Regions from separate parts of the Gossypium hirsutum genome. Here region 1 is linked to region 2. Evidence: chromatin contacts called from public Hi-C data. All regions are on one chromosome and are shown on one strand. Each heading gives the region's core, a stretch centred on a gene start, on an enhancer-like site or on the middle of the called end of the contact. The rest is flanking DNA. Distances are from core to core; before and after follow the strand shown. Region 1 has its middle 6.6 kb from the start of LOC121215010. Region 2 has its middle 6.6 kb from the start of LOC107922260.

Evidence for each region. Hi-C and Micro-C count contacts between places; a contact is called where the count stands out from the background.
Region 1: a contact with region 2 is called in a Hi-C map of leaf, with 2.3 times the contacts expected there. The contact joins two enhancer-like sites. A contact is called at or near these places in 2 of 34 Hi-C or Micro-C datasets (both in leaf).

What each region holds. Positions count from the first base shown.
Region 1 is chrD02:47,156,401-47,159,923 of Gossypium_hirsutum_v2.1, reverse strand. No RefSeq gene overlaps it. Among protein-coding and RNA genes, the nearest start is that of LOC121215010, 6.6 kb to the left of the region's middle. Within about 2 kb of position 1,288, at least 2 of the 9 cell types and tissues checked have an H3K27ac peak or open chromatin away from gene starts, as enhancers often do. A contact at or near this core is called in leaf, where this site is marked.
Region 2 is chrD02:46,955,987-46,959,105 of Gossypium_hirsutum_v2.1, reverse strand. No RefSeq gene overlaps it. Among protein-coding and RNA genes, the nearest start is that of LOC107922260, 6.6 kb to the right of the region's middle. Within about 2 kb of position 1,410, at least 8 of the 9 cell types and tissues checked have an H3K27ac peak or open chromatin away from gene starts, as enhancers often do. A contact at or near this core is called in leaf, where this site is marked.

The DNA.
Region 1 (3,523 bases), core at 39-2,538, 200 kb before region 2:
ATCAATTTAAATTTAATAAAAATAAAATTAATTTTCTAAATCAAAACCATCCACAGGTTTTTTTACCTAAATAATTCAAAAAATAAAATTAATAACTGAAATGGTATGACTATAAGATTATTTACCAAAATGGTATAATTTTACTGGTGCCGCCTGTCAAATTGGCGGCACCAGACTGAAATGTAATGATTTAAAGTATTCATTGATATGTTATGCAATTTTCCATTTAGAATGGCTGCTGAAAAAAAGGGAAAGGGTGTGGCGGCACCAAACTTTAAATATGGCTAATTGCCTTATAAGCTCTCCTTATTTATTATTTTCTTTTTATTCCCTTTCAACTCACTATATTGTGTTTAAACAAGCCCTTAACCTATTTTTGTAGTTAAATAAGCCCTTATCTTATGGTTTTTACTCATAAAAGCCCTTTATTTTAATATTAAAGTAAATATATATATTTTGAATTTCAAGCTCTTACCTTAATTATTTGTTGATGCAATAAAAATTATATACACTTTAACATCAACATAAAATCTAAAAAAAGTAATCAAAAATTTCAAAAGAGTAGTTAAGAATATCATGTATATAAGCACTCTCAAGAAATTTAAAAATTTTAATTTTTTATTTAATAAATTATTCTCATCAAATTCAGATCAATATAAAATGTGAATTAGTTTATATTTTTTTAAATAGCTTTACTTTGGGTAAAATATATTTACTTTAATATTAAAATAAAGGGCTTTTATGAGTAAAAATCATAAGTTAATGGCTTATTTAACTTCAAAAATAAGTTAAGGGCTTGTTTAAACACAATATAGTGAGTTGAAGGAAAATAAAAAAATAATAAATAAGAAAGACTTACAAGATAATTATCCATATTTAAAGTTTAAGTGCACTCGCAATGTCAGCGGTATCTTTTTCCTTTTTTTAGCACCCATTCTAAATAGAAAAATTACATAACAGATCTTTGAATACTTTAGATCATTACATTTCAATTCGATGCCGCCTGTCAACAATAAAATTATACTATTTTGGTAAATAATCTTATGGGCATATAATTTCAGTCATTAATTTTATTTTTTATATTGTTTAGATAAAAGAGGCCCATCCACAACATCCCCGACTTAACTTCTGGATCCTTTTCCATTTGAGTTTGTAAATAATTTAAACCCAGATCAAAATTTTAGGGAATAGAAAGGCAAGTTTCAATGTGTTGTGATCTTATCCATGGACATTGTCTGTCTGGTGGGCGCAGTGCATTGTTACAACACAATGCACAACTTTGTTACAGAGTTAGATGTCAGCACTGCCACAATACGCCCACTTTTTCTTTTCATCTTTTCTCCCGGTTGGGCACGTTTAAGCTCATACAAGTGCCAAAGCAGGGGTCTTGTCTTATCCAATTAATTCAAGTATTAGTTATAAGCATAGGCATAACGGTTTTTTCACTTTAATAATAGGAACGGGCCGGAAAATAAATTATTTAGAATGGTTCACGGGATATGAATATAAAAATAAATAATTTAATAATAAAATAAAAATATTATAATTTTCAAAAGGGGTGTCGTCATATAAGGGAGTCGCATCCCCTTTTCACATGCCATTTTACTTCTTTATTAAATTTTTTTAAAAGTTTTATGTTTATATTTTTTAGTTTTTATTATTTTATTTTATTTAATGAAAAAAGTTAAATTTTTTTAATTCCTAAATTTATAATTTTTAAATATTTTATAATCATAAAATTTTGAATATTTAAAATATTTAACAAGCTGATAAGTTTTTTTTCTAAAATTGATTAAAAACATTAGGGTAAACTACCTAAATAGTCACTCAAGTTTTTTAACAACTTTCTGTTTTCGTTATCGAATTTTTTAATATTTATAAAAAATGATTGAGTTGTTTTATTTTTTAATTTATATTCTTAATTTCTAAATATTTAGAATAATGTACGAGTTGATAATGTGTAAACGTTGAGAGTGAAATGTATTGAATTTTTTTTAGAAATAGAATATGTAAAAATATTAAGGGCTAAATTTGTTATTATACCAATAAAAAGAAGGTGACATCGGTATTTTGTTTTGTGACCAAATACATTTTAACATTAGAGTAACTAGAATTGGAAATTTACCTAAGAGTGGAGAAATTAACAAAAAAAAAAAATTCAGTGACTAAAGTAAGAACTCACTAAAAAACTTGAGTGATTATTTAGGTACTTTACCCTAATGTTTTTATTTCAATTTTACTAAAATTTTATCGGTTTGTTCATTATTTTAAAATTTCAAAATTTATAACTATAAATGCCAAAAAATGTATAAAATTAAGAAATTAAAAAAAATTATCCTTTTTTATTAAATAAAATAGAATTATAAAATACAAACATATAAATAAAAACATATAAAATTTGTTTAAAAATATAAAATATAAAAAGTAAAATAACGTGTGAAAAAGGAGCGTTGTTCCCTTGTTTGGCGACACCTCTTCTGAAAATTAAAATTGTATTTATTTGTATTTTATTTATTTTTATTAAAATATTATATATTATGGGTAGTATCGCCTGACACATTGACAATGCTGCCTTATTGTTCAAACGATCTATTCTCATAAATAATTTACTTTTCACTTCATTTCCATAATTATTTATTTTTCATATTATTAATTAAAAAAACCATAAACATTTGCTTAAAATTAATTCACAATTTTTTTTAAAATTATTCAAGTATTATTATTTAAATTTGAATTAAATATTATTATTAGTAGAATATTCAAATTTGTAGAAAACTCAAATTTAACATTTTCCAATCACATCTTGGAAATCCAAATCTAAATATTAAAATTAAAATTTTAAAAATAATATTTAATCAAACAAAAGAATTGAATTTTAAGTAAAATTTATTCGTAACAATAAATAAATGCAAAATAAATTACCAGAATTAGTTAAATAACAATTCAAACAAATTAAACATAACAATTTCACAACAATTTAAATTTACCTAACAACTTAAAAAATAAGAATTCTAAACCAATTGTAATTGTCAGTTCCATGTTTAGGGTTTTAGTTTACATATTATTGTATAAAAATGTACATTATAATATCATACTTATATATAAAGTTACATTTCATTAATAATCTACCCTAATTAGAAATAACACCTCTTTAACATAAGTGAAGATTTTTCCTTCTCTTTGCTAAAAATAAGTTTGGGACTGGCTAAACATTACCGACTAAATTAATTTATTACTAACTCATATACTAAAACATGTGTAAAAAATGATACTCATTACCAATCGTGGCATTAGGGTTTAAACTTACATATAAGTAATATAAAAATATGCATTATAACAACCAAGTTGTATATAGTTTTAATAATCATTAATAATCTAACTTAATTATATAATGCTAATTGTATATATTGTAATCTACTATAAAATTAGCTGGACATTTAATGTTTAGGTTACATATTTTTAATATAAGAATACCCATTATAATACCATAATTGTATAATAATTACTATACATTCATAATTGA
Region 2 (3,119 bases), core at 161-2,660:
GGACTGATCCACAAGAGAGAGAATAGTCCAAGTCGACCCAATTTGCTGCCCAAATCAGCTATTTTAAGCTGATTTTAACAATTGTAAAATAGCCCTAAACTTTTCCTCTTACCCGTTCCAACCTCTCCATTTATTAAGCTTTCACATTCAAGCACCTAGCTAATTATAGCAAACCATCTCAACCACTCTCCCTACTATCAAGGGCCGAACATGGGAAGGAAGATTGGTTGCTATTTTTAGCAAATGTAAGCCCTCACAAAAATATCATAATCTATTCTCTGTTTTCAATATTTCTCAATGGCATCTCTTGTAAATCCCTCTTCTCTTCTTCTACTCATCAACAGCCTTCCAACACCATCAACTCATCCTCATCGAGTTCTCTAAGTTGCTGCACCCAAGCAGCAGCAATGAGCACAAGGAAACCATAATGTGAAATTAAAAGAAAACACAAACCAGTCACCAAGGATTAAAAGATTATTAAACTTACAATATTGATTTTTTTCAAGGTAAGGTGAGATCACTGAGAAAAAAGGATTTTATGGAGATGAAAATAATATTTAGTGATATAATTGTTAAATAAAAGCAAGAAAAAGGTTTAACTAGGTAATATTTATTCGTGGAGTTTTTAGGACTATATTAAATATTAATTTTTTAAAAAATATAAAAGGATTTTCTTTTTATTTAAATTAATTTTAAAATTTTTAAAAATCTGAATAATAATGACGTGGCTTTAAAAGAAAAAAGATTAAAAGTTCCCATTTAGGTAATAAAGATTTGAAATAAATCTAAAAATCTAATTTCATAATTTAAGTTCTAGCAACCTAAAGAGAATCCTAATATCTAACTAAAATGAATGAGAACTTATAATTCTAATTAAATATAAAATATAGAAACCTAAAAGAAACTTAAAATATCTTAAGTCAATCCTAAAATTTCTAAGGACTAACTACTAGATAAAATAGATCCAAAATCTTATAACATAAATTTAAGCCTAACCTATGTCCTAAAAACATCAACAATCATCATACTAGGAATATATATATATATGTATATAAGAGCAATAATCAAGTAAATTTAATTCAACATACCAATATCATGATAATAAAATATGCATGGTAAATTCTGTAAAAAGAATAAATAAAATGAAATGAGACCCTAAAAACCCAAATTAAAACAAAGGTAATGTTTGGATTAATGGAATAAACAAAATGAATAAGGAAAAGTACTATGGAAACAAGATAAAAATAAATGAAAGGAAAGTAATAAATAAAATGAAATATGACTAAAGATAAATCTTTTTTTCCTTAAATTAGGGAAATGTCGAAACGGAGGGACTAAAGGAGCAATTAATTTGCTCACATTTCTTAAAATCAAGATTAAATTGTATCGACTTTCAAAAACAAAAAGGCAGAAGCCCTAAAAGGGTAAACTCAGGCACGTGAGGGACTGGGCTGCAAACTTTTCATCCCCCACTATATAAGTCAAAAAATAAGAAAAGAACCTTTTGATTTTCATTTTTCTGAAATTTAGTTTTATACTCCCGTTTCCTCTTTTTTGTCTCTCGGGCAGCTCCGCCGCTGGAGAATCCAAGGTTCTTCGGTTTCCAGCGGCGGAGCACCACACGTTGTGATCGGAGACTAAAAAACTTATTGTTTTTTTTCTTCTTCATTTTTGTTTTTCTTCGTTTCTGGGTTTCAAACTAGAAAAGCCTCGTAGGGGAAAATGGAAAAAAGAACTTGAAAATTTTCCCTTTTTTTCAATAAGGGTTCTCCGTTCCAGATCTACGAAATAAAAAAAGGGGGAAAAAGGAAAGGAAAGGAAGCTGGAAGGAATAAACGCATGGATTCACCAAACAGTCTTAGAACCGAGGACTTAGTTCGGTGAAAGCCCTTCATCGGAGCTCACCACCATTTGTTTATGCATGCACGTGAAAGTAAACGGCAGTGGAGCAAGGCCGAGGGTCTACCTTTAACGGCGTGTTCAGGGGCTTCTCTTTTTTCAAGGGCTTTTTTTTTTTGTTTTTTCTTGCAGGTTATTCCGCTTTTTAATACTCGTATTATTGTTAATCTCCCATATGCTTCTTTGTGTTTGTGGTTCTTTCATTGTTTTACCCTTCTTGCTTGTATTCACACCTGCGACACTAATGTGGGCGTTTGGGCTCCGTTGCTGGGTTGGGTCAGACCCAAATTTAACTTAATTGGACTCTGATCCTAATTTAGGCTTGACTAGTAAAGTGGACCTGAAATCAAATTTTAGGCCTTTAAACAAACGGGCCTTTGAATTCTTCTCATTTTTTATAAAAAGAAAGAATTTGGACTCTTCAGTGATAAACCAATTTGGAAGTTGATTGAGCCTTGAAGTGGGTTAAAAATTTATCAGCAAGCTCAATTAGATTCAAATATGGGCTTGTAAAACTGATTTGGATTCACAGTAAGTTTTAAATCAACCGGGCTCAAATCTTTGGGTTTTTTTACTTAACACATTTCAATATTAAGCCCAATAATAATAATAATAATGGCTTGAAAATTATTTTCATTTATTTAAAATTTCCCTCTCTTTAATTTGATGATTTTTCAAAATAAATTTAAATTTTTGTTATGATTTTTCAAAAATAAATTTTAATTTTGGTCTCAACTTAATCATGACGGTTGGTATCAAAGTTAAGGTTGCGAAGGTGTCGTTGAGATGTCGAAAGGAGCAGACAAGTAGAATGTTTCGATGGAGACCCATAGGAGGTCCAAGAAACAAAGCAGATCCAGAGATATGTTGTTGTCTTTGGAAAGTCGTATGGTCAATCCAAATGAATCCACAGGGAAAGTGAAGGAAATACTTGAGGTAGTGGAGACACACATTAATGAGTTAGATCCAATGAAAGAGCAGTTCAAGGAATATGTGTCGAATGCCTTTAGTTCCAATATAAACGCAGTGGATACGCCCCTCAATACTACTGTGAGTAAGCCGACAGAGAAAATGATGCTCTTGAATATGGGATAACAGCTATGAAGGAAGAAAACGAAGCCACAATGACGGATTTGAATGCAAAAATCAAGGAGCTCAAGGGAAAGCTTACTGTGTGCAAAGTTGTGGGTAAAGGGGTGTTGAGTGCAATACTAAACTAA